Linked DNA regions of Mus musculus: region 1 is linked to region 2. Evidence: chromatin contacts called from public HiChIP or PLAC-seq data. All regions are on one chromosome and are shown on one strand. Each heading gives the region's core, a stretch centred on a gene start, on an enhancer-like site or on the middle of the called end of the contact. The rest is flanking DNA. Distances are from core to core; before and after follow the strand shown. Region 1 holds the start of Lclat1 (lysocardiolipin acyltransferase 1). Region 2 holds the start of Myl12a (myosin, light chain 12A, regulatory, non-sarcomeric).

What was found. HiChIP or PLAC-seq counts read pairs in DNA pulled down with a chosen protein or histone mark.
Region 1: an H3K27ac HiChIP or PLAC-seq map of bone marrow-derived dendritic cells shows a contact between it and region 2, with 12 times the contacts expected there. The contact joins the promoter of Lclat1 here to the promoter of Myl12a in region 2. A contact is called at or near these places in 1 of 39 promoter capture datasets (hippocampal neurons), 1 of 484 Hi-C or Micro-C datasets (rod photoreceptor), 1 of 115 datasets of contacts at active chromatin or transcription factors (bone marrow-derived dendritic cells) and 2 of 9 other capture datasets (adipose tissue and liver).

Annotation. Positions count from the first base shown.
Region 1 is chr17:73,103,739-73,109,313 of GRCm38.p6, forward strand. Lclat1 (lysocardiolipin acyltransferase 1) reads left to right here and starts at 4,247. Exons shown (of 6, transcript NM_001177967.1): 1 at 4,247-4,418.
Region 2 is chr17:71,000,205-71,006,140 of GRCm38.p6, forward strand. Myl12a (myosin, light chain 12A, regulatory, non-sarcomeric) reads right to left here and starts at 2,329. Exons shown (of 4, transcript NM_026064.2): 1 at 1,904-2,329. It also overlaps a transcript of Myom1 not described here.

The DNA of each region.
Region 1 (5,575 bases), core at 2,997-5,496, 2.1 Mb after region 2:
GGCCTTTACTAGCTCTGTGTGTTCCTTCTACTCCATACCACTGGAGAGAGTTGTTTTTAATCTTGTTGGCAATAATTCACTTGGCCCTTCCTCGAAGTCTATTACTGGGCACATATTCTACTTTGTTACTATCACATTTGGCAGAAAGAGAAGGAGAGAAAGGAGGAGGAGGAGGGAGAGGAGGAGAAGAAGAAGGGGAAGAAGCAGCAGTGGCAATTACATGGCCATATAGGTATATAATAGTAACAAAACCAGTAAGAACTACAACGGGGGGGGGGGGGGGTTACTATTTGTGATGCTATTTCCCTGAGCATTGCAGAGAGTGTCCTATTAAATGTGCCTATTAAATCAGGCTCATGAGGCTGAGCTATTTATCAGCTGTATATTGTATTGCAGGAAATCAAGAAAGATTTAGAAACTGCAGAGAAATTACCCTTCTGGGTAGTAGAATAGATTAATACCATCCTATAAACCTATGGGCACATTTTTTTATTTCCTACCTCAAAATTAAAAAGACAAGACATATAACTAGATAAGAATTCTAATTGTAGAATAGGGAATACAGACACGCCAGATTGCTCCTATCGATTCCTCTACGCAGAAGCAACTGTTGCTAGAGATTCTCTTGTGTCTTCCCAGAGATTGCCAGGCACGAGCAGTCACACGCAGGCTCCTTGAAGAAGCTAGTGCCGACTTAGTGTTCCTAGTGCAGTGGATGTTGTTAGGATTCTTTCAGTCACCTGATGCTCCGAACTCTGGTCGCTAATGGATCTCAGATATTCTTCTTCTCCAGAGGAGAATTCCTTCAGAGGAATGTGAGCACCTTGCTGCGCTGGTTCCGTACCGCATCCTCAAGTTACCCGTTCTTGATAGCTGATCAATATAGGAATATAACACAAAGGAATCAACTCCTTTGCCTCAAGGCGGTTGTAAGCATTCCAAGCAATTCCTGCTGAAGCTGGTCTCTAGCTGAGACCATGTTGCTACTTTCCTCTCTCCTCTCCCTAATCTGTTTCTTTCACCTCCACCTTCTTCTCTTGAGAGCAAGAGTCTTGTAAGCACATCTTTGCTTCAGCACCCCCTGCCCCCAATTCTAGGAAGCCACCAGCAGGAGGTGGTCCTAGGAAGCCAACAAAAGATGGCATTCTCAAGAGGACAGGAAGGAAAATGAGAACAAGTCCCATTGCTAGGCAACCGATCCCATAGCTACTTACTGAACTATTAACAGTACCTGGGCTAGCATGGCAGATGACTTTGCTGAACAAGGAAGGGTGCAGGAGGAGAAGTGCGTTAGCTGCTTTGGAGACTGACGGGTTTGAAGAAAATACTGTAAGGACTTGGAGATTAGTGACTATTATTATATAAGCAACACGGAACTGGAAGACAAGGTCAGTAGATTTTTAAAAGACTTTTCGACACATGCATCCTAACTGAAGACTAGGTATAACCCCAGAAATTTAAGAGCTAGCTAGCTAGTCATCTTGGACATATTTCCAATGCCAAAGTTGGGGTGCTGACCCAGAAACAGCAGAGCATGCCTTGGAGTGAGGCTTACTTGAGAACTTGGAACCCTCAGATTCAAGTAGGCCTCTTTGCCTCTGTTGGAAGATACAGGGTCCACTTACTTGGGTCTGTGTGGCAAATCTCATCTTGTCTTGACAGTTGAGGAGGGAAATCAGTGTCCCACCTCCCATGGTCTGAGCTCTGGGAGCCAACTCTAATATACTGCTGGGATGACTCTTAAAATCCAGGGAAAGCAAATGACCACGTTGAAAGAGAGATCCCAGAACTCTCATGGTACAATGTGGAAATAGAAATAAAAACAAAAAAAATCAGAGAAACTGCAAATGGATTGGCCAACTGACTAGAAACTTTTCTGGCTCCCTCTGTCCCCCACAGCAAGGGCCTGGATGACATTGCTTATCACTCCGAGGCTCAAGGCTCTGCCAGAGAGTAACAGCATCACTGAGAAGCTCAGAGGTGTTTGTCTTCTAAAAGCAGGACATGTCTAATGGGACTGTTGTTATTTATAATAGTCGCATCGGGGAATGAAAGATGCCAGAGGAGCCGAGACAGTTCTGAGAAGCAGTGACAATCTAATTACCATAATGGATGGCAAGGTTGAAGTGGCATCCAGGGATCTTGACCTGACCTTCTGAAGATGGCTGATGGAACATAGCATCCTTTTCTTTAGGCAGGGGGTATGTGGGCAGACGATAATGGTACTGTATAATATATAGTCTGAGCTGATGAGCGATAAGTGAAAAAGTGGGTTCAGACGTCACCCCAGTAGAAAATTCTAATCTGCTGCTCAATTTCAAGACCTGAGAGGACTCTTAGGCTGCAAGGACTGAAGGAGAGACTGCTGTACATGAGGACCCACGTTTCTTCTTCTTCAGTCCTTTTCCAAAGTCTCTTATATGCTATAGATCAGGCTGGCTTGGAACTCACAGAGATCTGCCTGTTTCTGCCTCTCCAATTCTGGAATTAAAGTTGTGAGCCACCACTGCCTAGCCCCCCCCCCCTTTTTTGTGTCTTAAATAACTACAGACTGGGGAAAGAAAAGTACTCTGATTTATTTTTATGTTGAGAAATGTTGGTTAAAGGATCTAAGTTGAGGGGGCTATCCTGGAGTCTCGGGTATCCATCTTTCTTCACTACTCTCCTTTAATCCATTAGAACAAAAGAGGAATCTCTAGTAGAGGGAAGGCTATGTATAGACTCTTTAAATCCTCAGAGAACTCACAGCGGTGCATTCTTGAGAGGTTCTGGGGGATCCCCATGTTAAGTTCAAAACAATGACAAGCCTTAAAATTCCTAAGATTTTCCCAGAACTCTTGAGTTTAGAGACAAAAGTGAGGTCCGTTCAACCTCTGAGGGATAACTGCATTTTTGTGCTGCTTTTTTTCCTTCGTTGTATTTTCTGTTTTCTAATACAATTGTGGCACATCTCAAACACTTAAGTATTGAATAAAGGTAAAGGAGAGGTAACGCTGGCTCTGAGCGCGAAGGCACCTTGCATTTGTTTTTTAAAATTTAGAGTCTTGCAGAGGCAGTCTCCTGGCTCTGTTATGGGGACTGCTGGGACTACAGGCATGTACTACCACACAAGGCTACCCTGAACTTAAAAATTCATTTCTCTCTGTTTCATGTTAAATAAACAGATTAAATGAATAAACATAAATGAAAAGCTGTTGAAAGGCTCTGTCGGCTATGTGTGGACATTTCATATTTTTAAAGATGTCTATTATCTGTTAAAAGTCAGCAAGAAGGTATTGTGCAGGGGAAACGCAAAGAGGTTAAATTAACCAGTCTCTAGCATCCAGGTGCTTAGTCTGGTAGGTTTGGAGCCAGATCCAACACTGTAGAAAGGCACAAAGACCTTTCCAAAAGAGTGTCCTACAAAACCAAACCAAACCAAACCAAACTTAAAAAAAAAAAAAAAAACCCAAAAAACCAACAAACAGAAAAAAAAAAAAAAACCAAAAAAACCAACAAACAGAAAAAAAAAAAAAACCCAAAAAACCAAACAACAACAACAACAACGACAAAAACCCGACAGCAACATAAAAACTGATTGGGCCATCCAGAAGAGGAAACGTTGAGACTTGAGCAAACACTGCGAATTAGCAACAGTTGCGCACCACAGAACCTGGAGTTGCTTTTTGACTTGGGGCAAGAAAATAACGCTTGTCATTTAGTGTCTCTGCGTTTTCCATCCTGCAACTTTAGGGGTTGAATGAAGGTGCGTTTAGTTTTACACCATCAGGAACCTGGCTCTAGAACTGACTGCGTGATCATTTGCTCTTTACATGAGGCAAGAAAGTAAGAGTTGTAAATGATTGCCTCCGATTTATTTTCCATGAGGTAACCTCAGGCGTTGAAGGTGTCTTGAGTTTTGTGCCAGCAGAAACTCAGGCTCTAGAATTGGCTGGATACTAAATTGCCCTTTGATTCCTGACGTAAACGTTAGGCTTGCAAATGAGTGCTCTAGCTTTGCCATCCCCCTACGCAACCACTAGATTCCCCGGAGACCACCGCTTGAGTTCTCATTTTTGGTTTCTTGCTCCTCTACCCCTACCAGCTTTGGCAGGCATCTGCGCCTGGCCACACTGATCTGGGGCGCGGTTCCTTTAAAGGAGCTTAGACGACGCCCGGGGTCTCTCCCCACTGCGGAGCAGGGGCGGAGCGCCCGGTTCAAGGGCTTCCCACGCAGCCGGAGACGCCTTGCGTCACTGCGCCAGGAGCCAATCAGGGTGGAGCCCGGAGGGACGCATTACTAAGGCGACGGGGCTCGACGCCTCCCCGCTTCGGGATGAATTAGCGGCGGGTTCTTCTCCCAGGTTGTGACCCCCGTGGAGTCGCTGTCTCGCCCCAGTGTCCCCGCGACGTCGCGCGTTTCCCCCGGTGTGTCCCAGGTGCGCGGCCCGCGGTGTCAGGTGTGGGCTTCGGCGCGGGAACATGGCGGCAGCCAAGGGATTTTTTTTTCCCGAGTGGGCGGATGGAGAGCTGCGGCTCGGCGGCTTTTCCCCGGAGCAGGCCTCCTCGGGTGGGCCCTGGGGGACGGACACTGGCGGGAATTGGGTGGAGGGCTTAGGGCGATCGGCTCTTGGGAGGGAGGCCGAAGCCTCCAGAGCTGATCAGGATGCGGGGGCGAGGAGCGTCGGGTGCCCCTTCTGTGCTCACCTTCCTGTCCACACCACACCTCGGTGAAACCCGGGAGCTGCCGGGTCCCCCTACACCGCCTACGGTGTGTCAGGGTCCAGATTCCAGGAGCACAAGGCTTTCCAGGGGTCGCCACGTGAACGGCCCACAAGAGAGTTTTTCAGGGTTCAAGCAGTTTGTTTCTTGCAGGTGACAGAGGTGTGCCCTAGGTCTAGGTGGCAGTGCCACAGAAAGAACGATAGGCCACATTGAAGGCTGACTTCGAGTCCAATTTTCCTTTTTATTGGCATTCGCTCTAGCTAAGGGCTGGCCTCTCATGGTCCTTGCCTCTGCCCTTGTATTGGTGCGATAACAGGCGTGCTTCACCACGCCCACCTGGCAGGTTTGGTCTCTCAGGTTGTATCTTTTTTGTTGTTCTTTTTTTGTTTGTTTTTGTTTTTGTTTTTTTTTTCGAGACAGTGTTTCTCTGTATAGTCCTGGCTGTCACTTTGTATCACTATGTAGACCAGGCTGGCCTCAAACTCAGAAATCTGCCTCTGCCTCCGAAATGCTGTGATTAAAGGCGTGCTCCACCACGCCCGGCTTCTCAAGTTGTATCTTAACATCTAAGATTATGTTTGACCAGAAGCAATAAAGACAAGGCATAAGGTGTTTCTTTGTGGTTGTGGAGCTGTTTTGTTTCCTGGTTCTTGCCTGAAGGCTTAGTCGCCTCTGATTGGATGTAGACAGAGCTGAGTTTTACATTCAGTTAAGTCCAAGGAAAGTATTGAAAAAGAAATTGGTGAAGGCCTTACCAAGATAAAATGCTTCCCATTCATACCCATCACGTGTTTCGGGAAAGAAACCCCCTGTCACAAAAAGTTTAAAGAGTTGGATGGGCTACTTTTTAAAATACTATTTTGATGAAAGA
Region 2 (5,936 bases), core at 1,079-3,578:
TCTCTTTGCTGTAGTTCTAAAAATGTGAAGCTGTAAAATAATCCTCAAGTTAGTTTAAAAAGAGCAGAATAAAACTGCAAATATTTGTTAGGGTTTACGGCAGGATCACCTGAGAACCTCACTTTGAAGGCTTTGTGAAAGATCTTTGGTATGAGACTGGCTGGCTGGCCTTCTAGAAAACAGCAGAAAGTTTCAGATCATCAACAGAGAAGGGAGGGCAAGGGTGGTCAAGGTAGTTTCTATTCACAGATGGCAATGAGTATAACCTTGTTTTAAACCAAGACAGTGCTGTAGCCATGCATGGTGTATGGTGTGGGTTGTTTGCAGTTCTGCCTCATGTATGCTAGGTATGCACTCTGCCACTGAGCTACCCCCCCCCCCCCCAAGAATAAGCGACAGCCTCATGCTTAAGGAAGACATCAGACTGTGAAGACAGTCCTGGAGAGGCTTTCTCCACATGCCAAGGGCAACCAGATTTTACAGAATCTTTAGAAATGTAGACTTTATAGAAACGTTGGTACTTAAGTTTTGAAAACGCTAAAGCTGGTGTGATGGCTGGTAACTGGATTTATAATCCTAGCCCTGGAAGTAGGAAGACCATCTTAAGTTCCAGGCCAGCATGGACTAAAAGGAGACCCTACCCAAACTAACAAACAAATTAACAACAACAACAAAAGAGCAGACTATGAAACTTCTTAAGTAGGACTAAGCCATACAAAGATATACATGAGATTGCCTAAATTAAATAGAATCTCACGTGCCTAAACTTGTAATAGATGTAAAAGATAGAAATTCTTAACAGAACATCTAAACTAAGCATACTTAGTTAATACCTTTTAATAAAAAAGCTCTCTTAAAACTAGTAAATATATCCTTCCAAATACTCCCATTTCAAAACCTCAGGTATTTGGCCTGCTTCGAAGTCCAGATCAAATCTCTATTATTTAATCAGTGCATTTCTTACTAGATGAGATGTGGGGGAGGGGATAGACTCAGTTTTTAAAAGTTGGTATTTCAGTTTCAAGGAAAACCAAGTCTTTATTTCTTAGGCACACTTCCGGTTGACAGTCAGCTTGGATCTTCCCACAGCCACACCCAAAAAAAGTTTTGAGCACCTTTTAAAAGTCATTAGTCGCCAGGATCGACTTGTCAACTACACCTCACTTTTGAAGACAAAATACCTTTCTAATTAATCCTCATCAAAGGCCATCCAGAAAAAAAAGAAAATATCAGCAATTTTAGTGAAGATTCGCTTTCGTCACCTTTTGATACAACGTCTGCACTTCAGATGTTAAAATCTTAAAAGATCTCTAAAGATCTATAATATAGTTTATACGCCTACTGAAAGACTCTTAATAACACTCCTCTGTAGAGTCGACTTAGCCCCCTCGACAGGCAAAAGAAGCTCTAAATCTCCTCTCTGTTCAAATACCGCTTTAAAAAAGTTTTACTTAGAGGGGCGCACACTAGAGTTGTATATCTGAACAGGGTCTTGCTACTACACATAGCCGCGCAGCTGCGACGACAGTTGCCGAGGGTGGCGGTGCTATCTTACGGTTTTATCCGCACACTCCCTCCTCGATCCCGGCAAGTTTACGTTAGCAACTCAACAGAGCTCCGGAGTCAGCTCTCTGGGGCTCTCTGGTTTCGCGGGGAGGCAAGGATCCAAGGCGCGCGGCGCCGGCGAGCTAAGCAACATTTCCCAAGTTCCTAGTGTGGGAAGCAGAGCGGGGTCTGCGCCCCGGCCGCCCCCAGCTCGCTCCAGCTCTCCCCCGGCTCGCGCACACATGCCCAGGTACGCTCCCCGAGCCGCGGCTCCCGCCGGTCCCCGCCGCCCCGCGGGGACACCTTCCCGGGCCGGACCGAGCCGCCCCCGCCCCGCGCCGCGGCCAGCACCACTCACCCTGCTCAGCCGCGAGAACCGAGAGTGAGCGTCTCCGCGAAGCTCCGCCGCTGCCGCCCTCCCAGACTTTCTAACTTTCCAGACTCCGCAGTACGGCCACTTCCGGCCTCCGCTCGCGAACCGGAAGGAAGCCTAGCGGCCATGCTCCTTCGCCTCGGTGCGCCAGCCCGGACGGGAGGGGGCGCCTCGGGGAAGGTGACAGAGCGGATGGCAGGCGTGGGGCGCCGACGGGGAGTCCGGGACGCGGAGTAGGGCTTAAAGAATCCTGTGGAGGGTCTCTCGGTCTAATCACCGGCTCTTCCTCTTTCTCCCGTCTCTTTTAGAATTGTGATTCTGCGCCCTCCCCCCTGTCAGCAGATGGTTGCGCCTGGCCCGGAGCTCTCCCTCTGCCCGCATTCCAGAGCGCGGCGAGAGGCGGGGACCCCCGTCTAAGTCCTTTTAGGGCAATTGAGGAGCCGGGCCGCGGACGTCACGTGACTGGCCCTGGCCCCGCCCCCCAGAGCCCGGGGCCTCCCCTCGCCCCGCAGCTGGAGCGCGCCTGCGCAGGAAGCTAGGGTGACTCACTGTCTAGGTCAGCGCCTCTGGGTCTGGGCAGCGTGGGAGTTTTTTATGGAGTTCTTCACGCTTCCCACGCGGGAGGAAACACTGAAGTTTCAGGGCCGCCGCCGCGCTGTCTCTTTGGTCCACTTAAGAGTTCATGAATTCAATATCGATTGCCCTCTTCCCAAACGTTCTCTGGAACTTTCTACAAGAGTCCCCCTTTACCCTGATGGTGACTCCTGCTTGCTCCACCTATGTCGCTCGAGGGTGAATGATGTAATTGGAATAAAGTGCTGGACCAATTTACCCGCCGGGTCTCCTTGCGTGGAGCAGCTGCTAACAATAGTTCTTATTTAAAGGAAGAGAGATTATTACGAGCCTGGCGGGATTCGTATCCCCAAGACTGGATGTTTTCTTCAAGAAACATTCCTCCCATTAATCAGTGATATGGTTTGAAGTTAACTCAAAAGCAGAGCCGCTGAGGGGGAAAATGTCCTAATCCTACAGATGTCAGAAACAAAATTTTTCTCCCTTTGATACTTGTACAAATACAAATAACTGGGTACTTCATCTCCAGCTCCCTACACCAAGGTCTTTAAGAGTGTGTTCTTCATCTTCAGGGACTTTAAGGGGCCCAACATGACTTTTAAGGAAGACTGGGGACACAGCTGGTGGCTGGCTATGACAGTACAAACTCAGAGGTCTGAGCAGTCAGAGACCGTGGATTCTGAGGCAGTGCAGCAATGCCCTAATGCCTCTACGAGGAGGTGGCCTGTCACCCTGGAAAGCTTAGGCCTTCCTCAGCTCCCTGTCCAGAAGGAGAACACCAAAACCCCTTTTCAGGATGGGCATTATCCGTCCCACCTCAGCTGGAAAACGGGACCTTGTTGCTTCTCTAGGAGCTGCCTGATATGTCCTTGCCAAATGAATCAATAGGTTTAGACTGGTAAGTGCTGTGGGAGGAGGGGGAAGGCTCTGGCTTGCCTGTTTTAAAATGAACAGTTGCTACCTCGGGACTGGGTTGTGGGATGGAAGAGAAAGGGCGGAGATCTACAAGGAAACAAATATGAATAAGTTACAGAAGAGCAAATAAACCTACCTGGGGACTAGTGGAAGATGTCCCAGAGGGCAATTGTGCCGATTCTAGGAGTTGATAGAGGAAAGAGGAGAGAGAAGTGTGTCAGGTCCTCTGGAGGGGCAAAGAACCCAGCTCATATGAAATTGGTTTCTGTTCACCCTGTATTCATTGCCATAGATAACCATGGACATATCAAATCAAGGTGGAAAAGGAAGTCTGCATAGTGTAATGTCTGATATGAAGTTCTAATGACTACACCCACTTCTGAAGGCCTCTGACATCTACGAGCCTGTTCTTTTGTAACCTAACAGAACTCTTCATGAAACAGCAGGTGAGTCCTTTTTACTCCAAGTTTGACAGTTTGGGTTCTGCCCCATATCTTTCCTTTAGCAAGCTGTGTAACTCGGAGAGCAAGTCCCTGGGTTGACCTGAGGCCTAATTTTCTGATATCCCTCCAGCCCGCCTTACAAGGCTTTCTGGTGAAATGAGATCATTTACAATTTCAGTTATTTCTTTTGTGTATATGGATATTCAACTGCATGTACATCTACACACCAGAAGAGGGCATCAGATCCCATATATGTGGGTGCTGGGAATTGAAGCCAAAACCTCTGCAAGAACAGCCAGTACTCTTAACTGCTAAGCTACCTCTCCAGCTCCTTGCTTACTGTGGGTGGTTTGAATGCGATTGGCACAGGGAGTGAGTGGCACTATTAGGTAAGACCTAGTTGGAGTGGGTGTGGCCTTGTTGGAGGAAGTGTATCACTGTTGGAGTAGGCTTTGTGTCGCCTATGCTCAGGCTCCACCTAATGTGGAAAGGCAGTCTCCTCTAGCTACCGCAGAGGACAGTCTCCTACCGCAGAGGACAGCCTCTCCTGGTCGCCTTCAGATCCAGACTCTTGGCTCCTCCAGCACAGTGTCTGCCGGGACGCTGCCCTGATGATAATGGACTGAACCTCTGAAACTGTAAGCCAGCCCAATGAAATGTTGTCCTTATAAAAGTTGCCTTGGTCATGGTGTCTCTTCACAATAAATCCCAAACTAAGACACTTATTGCTTTAAAAGAAGATTTCTCAGAGCTGGTGAGATGGCTCAGCGGGTAAGAGCACTGACTGCTCTTCCGATGGTCCTGAGTTCAAATCCCAGCAACCACATTATGCAACCACCCACAATGAGATCTGACATCCTCTTCTGGTGTATCTGAAGACAGCTACAGTGTACTTATTTATAATAATATATAAATCTTTGGGCCAGAGCGAGCAGGGACTGAGCGAGTGGGGTTGACAAGAGCAGGCAGAGGTCCTAAATTCAATTCCCAACAACCAGATGAAGGCTCACAACCATCTGTACAGCTACAGTGTATACTCATATACATAAGATAAATAAATAAATCTTTTTTAAAAAAGAAGATTTTTCAAGAGTGGCTTTTAAACGCTGTCTATGGGATTGTGTGTATATGTGGGGGGTGGTATGGTGTAAATGGTATCTGTAACTCATTGTGCAGGTGCACACTGTGCATTAGCATGCAGATGGAGCAAGATGTCCGATGTCTTCCTCTATCACTCTGTCTCTCCCTGAATCAGAAGCTCCCTGTTTGTACTAGGCTGCCCAGCCAGCAAGCCTGGGGAGTCCCCACACCCCCGCCTACCACCCCCTGCTCCCCTGCCCGTGTCTGCCCATCACTGCTGCAGTTATAGGCATATCAGCCATTTCCCCAACTTCTAGTGGCTTTCAGAGTTGTAGCTGAAACTTATAGTAGGAAATTTATATAAGGGCTGGCAAGATGGCTCAGCCTGCCACCAGATCTAGTGACCCAAGTTAAATTCCTGGGACCCACATGGCAAAAGGAGAGAACTAACTTCCACAAGCTGTCCTTTGGCACAGCCATGTAGGAAAGGCTGTGGCAGAACAATGAGTTATCTGGAGGTGGTCCATCATTTTGCATGACTGTGATGGGTGCACTCTGGAGAGGCATGGACCCAGAGACTTCATCCCAGATGGCTTCTTGCTGCTGATGTGCCTTTCCTGCCACTATTACATAGCCTAGTGATTCCTGGACATCAGCCCACCCTACTGGACAAATTTCCTGAGGATCAATATGAAGATGTACTTTCATGTAATAATGCTGTTTAGATGGACCGATGATTTCATAATTCCTGATTATGATTTTCTAGAACTCCTGAACTGATTCAAGTATCTTTAAGCCCCCTGTAGAATAAAAATCTACAAATAGAGTTCGGTGTCACAAGCATGTAAACTGCACTAGGAAGAAAAAGAGGCTTGGGGCATATTTGAGATCAAGGGAAAACAGTCATTCTAGGTCAGGTCCAAGGATGGAGCCACAGGTGTGCACTATGATAAAGCAAGGCTATGGGAAACTGTGGCTTTGAACTTATAATGAGCTTATAGAATAAA